3 separate regions of the Mus musculus genome follow, and regions 1 and 2 are each linked to region 3. A link is a contact called in public promoter capture Hi-C data. All regions are on one chromosome and are shown on one strand. The core of a region is the stretch at or near the end of the contact, and the rest is flanking DNA. Distances in the headings are between cores, read along the strand shown. Region 1 holds the start of 4930579P08Rik (RIKEN cDNA 4930579P08 gene). Region 2 holds the start of Lgr5 (leucine rich repeat containing G protein coupled receptor 5). Region 3 holds the start of Taf7l2.

The links. Promoter capture Hi-C pulls out the DNA fragments that hold promoters and counts their contacts.
Region 1: a promoter capture Hi-C map of liver shows a contact between it and region 3, with 2.7 times the contacts expected there. The contact joins the promoter of 4930579P08Rik here to the promoter of Taf7l2 in region 3. A contact is called at or near these places in 4 of 39 promoter capture datasets (the 3T3-L1 cell line, hippocampal neurons and liver).
Region 2: a promoter capture Hi-C map of 3T3-L1-derived adipocytes shows a contact between it and region 3, with 13 times the contacts expected there. The contact joins the promoter of Lgr5 here to the promoter of Taf7l2 in region 3. A contact is called at or near these places in 10 of 39 promoter capture datasets (the 3T3-L1 cell line, 3T3-L1-derived adipocytes, embryonic stem cells and 5 more), 1 of 484 Hi-C or Micro-C datasets (embryonic stem cells) and 1 of 115 datasets of contacts at active chromatin or transcription factors (stem cell-derived neural progenitor cells).

Annotation. Positions count from the first base shown.
Region 1 is chr10:116,727,917-116,730,616 of GRCm38.p6, reverse strand. 4930579P08Rik (RIKEN cDNA 4930579P08 gene) reads right to left here and starts at 1,364. Exons shown (of 3, transcript NR_131036.1): 1 at 1,165-1,364. 1700030O20Rik (RIKEN cDNA 1700030O20 gene) reads left to right here and starts at 1,440. Exons shown (of 3, transcript NR_045345.1): 1 at 1,440-1,540.
Region 2 is chr10:115,586,421-115,589,120 of GRCm38.p6, reverse strand. Lgr5 (leucine rich repeat containing G protein coupled receptor 5) reads left to right here and starts at 1,341. Exons shown (of 18, transcript NM_010195.2): 1 at 1,341-1,839. The coding sequence starts at 1,628.
Region 3 is chr10:116,112,645-116,115,344 of GRCm38.p6, reverse strand. It overlaps Taf7l2, which reads left to right and starts at 1,428. Exons shown (of 1, transcript NM_001161855.1): 1 at 1,428-2,700. The coding sequence starts at 1,726. All of the region lies in intron 2 of Ptprr (protein tyrosine phosphatase, receptor type, R), which reads right to left.

The sequences.
Region 1 (2,700 bases), core at 115-2,614, 620 kb before region 3:
CTCAACAAGCACGACTTGACTAAGAAGTTGGGAAGATTTTTCTTGGTTTCGCTGGTCTTGAGCTCCACCACTGGGCAGAGGGGAACCTTTGCTGTGCCTTTCTTTCACTGTCCTGTGGGCACCTTTGAGTCAGGCCCACTTGAGAAGGCAGCTGTTCCAATCAGGGTGTGGATCTTTCCACAAACACTTGTCATCTCCCGATTGCTTGGAGACAGAGGCAGAATGAGATGAAACAGGGAGGGGGAAGGGCACGTGGACGGGAGACTGAAAAAGCTGTTAAATGGAGAGAGGACACTAAGGGAACGAATTTTCTTTAGCTGTGTTCACAGGAGTTTCTCACGTGATACATTCGTGTCTCCCCCCCACTCTCTCTGTAGCACTGGGCTAGTTATGTGCACTGTGGCACTTCACACCCGAAAAGCCTTTTGTGTAGGTATTGTAATCTCTGTCTTTCATAGATCCAGAAAGCCATCTGTTTATTAAATTCTAATTCACACACTCCTCCAGAGAAGTTCCCCCCTACCTTGCCCCCCCCTTCTCTCTCTCTCTCTCTCTCTCTCGAATGGAACCATGGAATCCAGGGACTTAGATGTGTGAGCCAAGCTCTCTACCACAGAGAGATATTCCTATTCTTTTCACCTTTTGATTTTACAGATTTTTGGGCTTATTTTGAGACAATGTTGCTAGGTCACCTAGGCTGACCCCGAAACTCACTCTGTAGCCCAGGCAGATCTGGCACTTTCAATCCCCCTGCCTCAGCCTTCCAAGTAGCTAAGATTACAAGTCCCCACATCTGATGGAGAGCTGGCTCAGCGGTTAAGATCACTGTCTGCTCTTCCAGAGGTTCTTAGTTCAATTCCCAGCAACCAAGTGGTGGCTCACAACCATCTGTAATGGGATCTGATGCCCTCTTCTGCTCTTCTGATATGCAGGTCTACATTCAGTTAAAGCACTCATTAAAAAAAAAATTAAAGGAAAAAAAAAACGTACAATCAAGACTATCAGGCCTGGCTTGGGGTGGGAGTGGGGTGGGGTGTCCCCCTTTCTAAGAATACATAGAATTATACTCTATTTGAGACCAAGCTGCGAGGCTTCTCCTTAGGATGCAAATTTTGGGAGAGGGATGGTCTAGTTTTGGCTCCAGAGCAGACAGGTTCATCCCACCTTCGGGCAGCTGGAGCTGCTGAGCAGAAAGACAGACAATCTGGTCTAAAGAGTCCTTCACAGTGTGTGTGGGAGCTCGCCATTACAAGCAAAGAGAAGGCAAAACAAGGAGCAGAAGGCACAACTGGGTCTGAGATATAGACAGCTGTTGGACCAGGCTGCAGACATCCTGTGTACACAGACCTGGACCTCTACAGCGCAGGCGCGGAGCCAACCGCCTCATCCCACCACCCCCCCCCCCCCCGCACCCCCCTATCCCCACCCCCCACCCCCGCCTCCTAGCTTGGTCTACCTAACTCTTCAAGTCCTGCTCTGGCAATTCCTTCCCGTTCCTCCTCCCTCTCCAGTTTCTGTCACAGAGCCAGCCTGAAAACAGGTATGAGGTGGTGGGTCAGGTTCCATGAAGGAGTTGTATTTATTAGGCCACCCGCAGGGTAAGGGACAGCCTGAAGAGGGAAGCCCAGCTAAAGCAGGTTCCCACAGGAGTAAGGCGCAGGCTCACCTTGAACAACACACTACCTTCAAGGCCAATTAGATGGGAGGGGGTCTCCTGTAGCACCAACCTCCCGTGGAAAAGGCTTCCCTTTCCCTATGGAGGCCACGGGTTCATTCTGAGGGCTCCACTAGTCAGTGTGAAAGACAGAAAGGATCTTTATGAACTACAAACAGAAACGTGCATCACCGGGCTTAAGTCAAAAAAAGAAAAAGAGAGAATCTAGACATTTCTTACAGAGAACACAATTACAACATCTCTTTCTGATGATGAAAGTATCGCTTTGTTCAGTTTGAAAATAACTAAAATAAATAAATATACAATACTCTTATAATTCTTATTCTGGGCAAACAACATCTTTGGGTAACTTCCTTTTCCCCTTAAACTGAAGGAAGCAGCAGTGTGATTGGCCGCTGAACCGTCTGCTAGTCTTACTACTTTGTGTCTAACATCTCTTCTTTCAAGCTGAAGTTGTTTCCTGATTTTTCTTCTCCCACCTACAGCAGCCACAGGTCGCTTTTCCCTCCCAACGGGTCCGGCTGGCTGTGTGTTCTCATCTGTTAGCTAGAAGGGGCGCGTTTGTCTTTCTAATACTCTCTCAGATCTTTTGGGGTGTGCGGAGTTTGTGCGCTTGGAGTTTTTGGCCCTTCTTGCCCTCAGCCTTCATTCCTAAGCTGCCGGCACTTTTCTGCAGCCTACAGTCCCCGTGTGAAGCTAGCCTTGAACTTATTCTCTTGGGTTGCCAGCCTATCATTTCCGCAAAGCTCACGGCAGGAGAATGCCCAGTACTTTCAGTATCTTTCACTGGAGGTGTAATCTGAACGAGCTGACTGAGAGCAGCCCTTGTTCAAGTGAGTGTTGGCATCCTCTTCTCCCCCGGCGCCCCACTCCCAAACCCCAGCAAGTCAGGCTTCACAAGGAGACGCAACAAGGACTGTGGAAAAATGGAGAGAGAAACTGAGCTGCAATCCCACAGTCCCAAACAGTTCATGAAGTGCGCGCTTGGAGAGAGAGAGCCACAAGGCCCCTGGGAGCCTTTGTTT
Region 2 (2,700 bases), core at 92-2,591, 530 kb after region 3:
TGCATGTGTGTGTGTCCGTCCCCCAAACCTTATCAAGGAGAAACACAAACTTACTGAAAACAGGCCTCACCCAACAAAAATCCATACTCGGACTATAGGTTCAAATGAAATAATATAAGTTCATAAATATGCATGTATCCGTATATGGCTATATCAGGCAGGTGAAGAGGCAAGTTTAGGAACCACTCCTAGGACTAAAAGGTGATAAATATGTCACATAAAGGAAAGTCTTCCTGCTTTTAAAATTCAGTTTCTCAGATAAATTCCACTGGACAGACTAAGAATCAAATCTAGGTGGACTTGAATGCCAAAGGGCTACCGGACTTCCTGTGGTCCAGAGGGGAAAGTTGGCAAAGTAGGCTTGGCCTGAAATCCACAGCTGTTCGCTCAGGTGTGGTCGACTTTTACTTCACTGAGGTCTAGTTCCAAAAGGGGGGGAGGGAAAAAGGGAAGAGGAGGGAGGGAGGGTGGGAGGGAGGGAGAGTGAGAGGGAGGGAGAGAAGAATGGAGGGGGGGAGGGAGAACCAAATCTTCAGGTTCTTCTTTCTTCTCATCCTTTTTCCCAGCAGAATTCCCTGTTGGTGTGTAAGAACTTCCTTCTTTCATTAGTGTTCTTCCAAGGTGTCTGAAAGGAGGCCTAGGAGACTCACCTGAGTGGGGTGGCTCTTGGTTTTAAGATCCCTCCACAAGTGAACAGCGTGAGAATATCACCCCCACCCCGAGGCCGCTGCCTTTTTAAAGCCAGTTTGCTTCCCTGGTCCAGGGTGAATTGGGAGGACCCTGGAGTACCAGCTTACTAGTTTTATTTGTTTAGCGATTTCTTTGAGGCTTTGATAGTTGAGCAAGAGGGAGCCAGACAGCGCCCTGATGGAAGGATCAAAAAGGCCACCCATCTTCCCGGGGGACTCCTGCTCTCCTTCTGTGATGCCAATCTTTCGGATCAGATTTTGGTCCTTTTAACAAGCACTGCATGCATCCCCCTAGGTTATCTGACATGGACCAGAGAAAGCCTGTGTTATCTTTCAGTCCCTAAGTGTCCCCTTAGGTTGTTTTGAAGCAAGTCCCCTTTAGCTTTCACATCTCAGTCGCGGGTACCCAGGAACTGTAGAGGATGGGTGCAGGTGGGGGACCCCTGCCGGGCCCGGGACGCTGGGTGCAGGTACCCACCCATTGGAAGCGCCCAGCACTCCCCAAGACCTCAGGCTGCCAGCCGCCCGCGCAGCCGGGTCCAGGGATGGTGGGAGGGAGGAGGGAAAGCGAGGCCGGGCTCGGGGTGCCTGGAAAGCAGGGCTGCGCTGACGTCACTGGGCGCGCAATTTGGCTGGAGCGCTTTAAAAAAGGAGCGTGCGAGCGGAGATGCTGCTGCACACAGCTCAGACCGCCTGCAGCAGCAACAACGCTCACAGCCACTGCGGCGACTTCAGAGAGAGGGCTCCCGAGGCCGGTGGGACCACGATTCTCTGCGCGGTCCCCACGGGGCTACGACCCGGCAGACGCCCATTGGGGTTGCAGACGTCTGGTGAGCTGCAGAAGCCGGTGGAGAAGAGCCCGGAGCGCCTCGGTTCTGCATCAGCCCCGGCGCTGCCCTCTACAGGCTCCCTGCTCTCTGCTCCCAGTCTCGGGCACCATGGACACCTCCTGCGTCCACATGCTCCTGTCCTTGCTGGCGCTGCTGCAGTTGGTGGCCGCCGGCAGCTCACCGGGACCAGATGCGATACCGCGGGGCTGCCCATCACACTGTCACTGTGAGCTGGATGGCAGGATGCTGCTCAGGGTGGACTGCTCGGACCTGGGGCTCTCGGAGCTGCCCTCCAACCTCAGCGTCTTCACCTCCTACCTGTAAGTGACCCCCCCCCCCGCCTCGCTGCGGGCACCGAGCTCAAAAGGGATGGGGTATAGGTGGGAAACCTCGGCTGGGGCTCCCCACAGGCACACGCCTGCTCCGGAGGGGGCAGGCGAGTTTGCCAAGGGCATTCTGACCAGACCTGTTGTGCCTCCAGAGAAAGGCACGTGTCTCTCTCTCTGACAGAGCAGAGCCTAGCTTTCTGTACCCTGGGAGAAGGAGCTTAAAGCGCACTGGGGCAGAGAGCCGGTGCGCAGGCTGCTTTGCAGTGCCGCGCCTGGCAGGACGCAGGACCAGTCCCTCCGAATGTGCGCATTTGTGTGCTGAGTGGGGGTTTGTGCTCAGGGACCTGGGACCCAAGGGCAGGCTGTCCTATTGCTCACAGGCGCGACCTCTGCGTCTGGGCTGAAAAACTTTCCCTGCAAGAGAAACACAACTTCTTCAACCCCCCCCCCGGGGGGGTGCTGCTCTGCACACACCGCCCCCCCCACACACTGGAGTGTGGTGAAATCTCTTTTCTTTTTTTCTTCCTTTTTTTTTTTAAACAAAGTGATTAAAATGTGGCAACCACAAACCCCCGATTAGAGCTGCCAGAACGTTATCTTTACCTTTGGCTGGCCGAACCGCCCTTTGAAGTGCCGCCGGCCACATTGTAATCTTTAACCATCTCCTCCCCCGCCGCAGCTAAGGGAAGTGGGCTGAAGGCAGCCGGGCGGGTAAACAGGGGCGCCGCTGACATCCAAAGGGGGACCTGGAGCTTTCTATCGGCCCCTGGGAATTGTCCTAGCTTTTCTGCTCCTGCTATGGCGTCCAAATCCCCGACCGTGGAACCAAAGCTGCGGTTCCTTAATAATGTG
Region 3 (2,700 bases), core at 179-2,678:
AAAAAGGTAAAAAATTTAAAAGTCGAGATATATGAAAAGTGAAATAAAAAGCCATGCTATTTGTAGGTTGTCCTCGTTCTCCAGGGAAACAACAATAATAAACCCCACTGGATTATAGACTCATGCTCTCACTAGATCTCCCTCAGTTCTTTTTCTCTATAAAGGCCTGCATAGAAACAATTAGAGGCTATAGGTTGGGAAATAGTATTTACCAGAGGTAAAATATTTTTATTTTCCAGAAGTAAGTAGTTGTTCTTTGATGATGAAAAGAGAATTCTGTATTCTGGTTTCTGTGATCTATCACTGGGCTGTTTAGGGGTAAAGAGTCATTGTGCCATTCTTATAGTTTCCAGCTAACAGCTCCCAATGTTAATTTTTTTTTTTTGGGTTGGCATTTACGACTTATACCATGATGAAGTAGTTGTTTAAGAAAGATCCCTACTCCCCTCCCCATATTTGTGACCTTTGGAATAACCGGCTACTGTTTAGATTGGGACATCTCTATCTAGCACTGAGCCCATATAGCTTCCTGCCCTTGTCTAAAAGTCTTGAAATGAATGAATGAATGAATAAATAAATAATAGCTAGTGAGGAGGGGGCTTAGTGAAAATTCTGATAGTCAGCACACAGTCCCAGCCAACCGACAAGCTAACAGCTCATGGGGCAATCAAATACATCACAGCGTTTGCTGTATAAAGTGACAAATAAATGCCTTTAATCCCAGCACTCAGGAGGCAGAGGCAGGCGGATCTCTGAGTTCGAGGCCAGCCTGGTCTACAAGGTGAGTTCCAGGACAGCGAGGGCTACACAGAGAAACCCTGTCTCGAAAAACCAAACTAACTAACTAACTAACTAACTAACTAACTAAACAAATAAAAATAAACAAACAAACAAAACCAAAAACCCAATAACAAAACAAGAAATCCACACAAAGAACACCGGAGTAACCCGGCAGCAGAAGGTCCCGCTAGGTGGAAACACAGCAGCCTTTAGGTGCTTCAGCCGGAAGCCTATGACCGGAAGTGCGTGCTCGGAGCCTGAGGTCCTTTTCAAAGTGAGTTTCTGTCCATACGCAGAAGCGCGTCTGCTGCCTCGAGGCTCACCGCTGGCCGTTAAGCGGCTGCCAGACGCCTGTGGTGGCCTCGGGAGGACTGAGGAGGGCTAGGGACGACTGAGGAGGACCAGGAACGACCGAGGAGGACCAGGGAGGCGCATAGAGAACTGTGGAGGAGTACATAGAGGTACGTGGAGACCGCGAGGCCTGAGGTGGCGTCCTGAGGCCCAGGACTGCCGCGAGGCCTGAGGTGGTGTCCTGAGGTGCAGGGTGGCCGCGAGGCCCGCGGAGGACTGTGGAGGACTAGGGAGGCCCGAGGAGGTGTAGAGGCAAACAGAGGCTCGAGGAGGCTGCGAGGCCCGAGGTGACGTGCAGAGGCCCTGCGGTTACCAGCGGAGGCCACCGAAGCCTGCCGAGGTGTGGGGAAGCCATTAGAGGCCAGCTGCCTACCTGGTGGCCCGGGACACAGGAACGAGGTGCCAGGGGCCAGCGCGCTGACTGAGCCTCCCTGGGCAGGGCAGACTTGAACTCTAAGCGCCTCGGCCTCACCGCAGCCCTCAGAGCCCCGCGGGGCCCAGCCTTTGTCCCCCCCAAGGACACAGGAAAGGAAGGTCGACCCCAGGCCACACGGCCTCACCTCAGCTCTGGCGCGGATAAGCCCAAGAGACAAGATGAGCAAAAGCCGAGATGAACCGCCTCACGAACTCGAGAACCAGTTCATACTGCGGCTGCCCCCAGAACAGGCTTCGGCGGTCAGGAAGATCATCCGTTCTGGAAATGCCGCCATGAGAGAGAAACTAAAAATCGACTTGTCTCCCGATTCACGCCGTGCCGTCGTTCAGGTAGATGGCGTCTCACTGTCTGCCAAACTTGTCGATTTGCCTTGTGTTATTGGAAGCCTGAAAACGCACGATGGGAAAACCTTTTATAAAACAGCCGATGTGTCCCAGATGCTATTGTGCAGCGCCGATGATGGTGATCCCCACACGTCCCCAGAAGAGCCAGCTACCTCTGCTGGTGCTACTGTAGTGGGAAACAAAAAGGAAGCAGAGGGAAAATATATCTGGAAGCATGGCATTACTCCACCACTTAAGAACGTCAGAAAGAAACGGTTTCGCAAACCAACAAAAAAGCCCGCCGATATGAAGCAAGGCGAAGAAAGCTGTAGGGCCTACATTGATTCCAAAGATGTGGAAAAGGAAGTGAAGAGGCTGCTGCGCTCAGATGCTGAAGCCATCAGCAGCCGATGGGAAGTCGTTGTTGATGATGAAACCAAGGCAGTACCAAGTCAAACCTGCACTTCACACGTTCCGTTGCCCCCTGAAGCAGGTGATCATACCTCATCAGCATGTGCTATGCCTCAGAGCACATTCAGTGATTCCAGCAGTGGCAAAGATGATCCAGAGAATAAAGATGAGGAGGAGGAAGAAGAAAAAGAGGAGAAGGAAGAAGAGGATGAGGATGAGGAGGATGAAGAGGAGGAAGAGGAAGAAGAGGAAGATGATTCTGAAGAAGACCTGGAAAGAGAGCTACAAGCCAAGTTTATTGAGTTTAGCTTGTGTGAAGCTAATGAAAGTAGCAGTTCAGTAATTCTTGGAATTCAGAAGCTGATTCATTCCAAGGAGAGAAAACTCCAAGAGATCCAG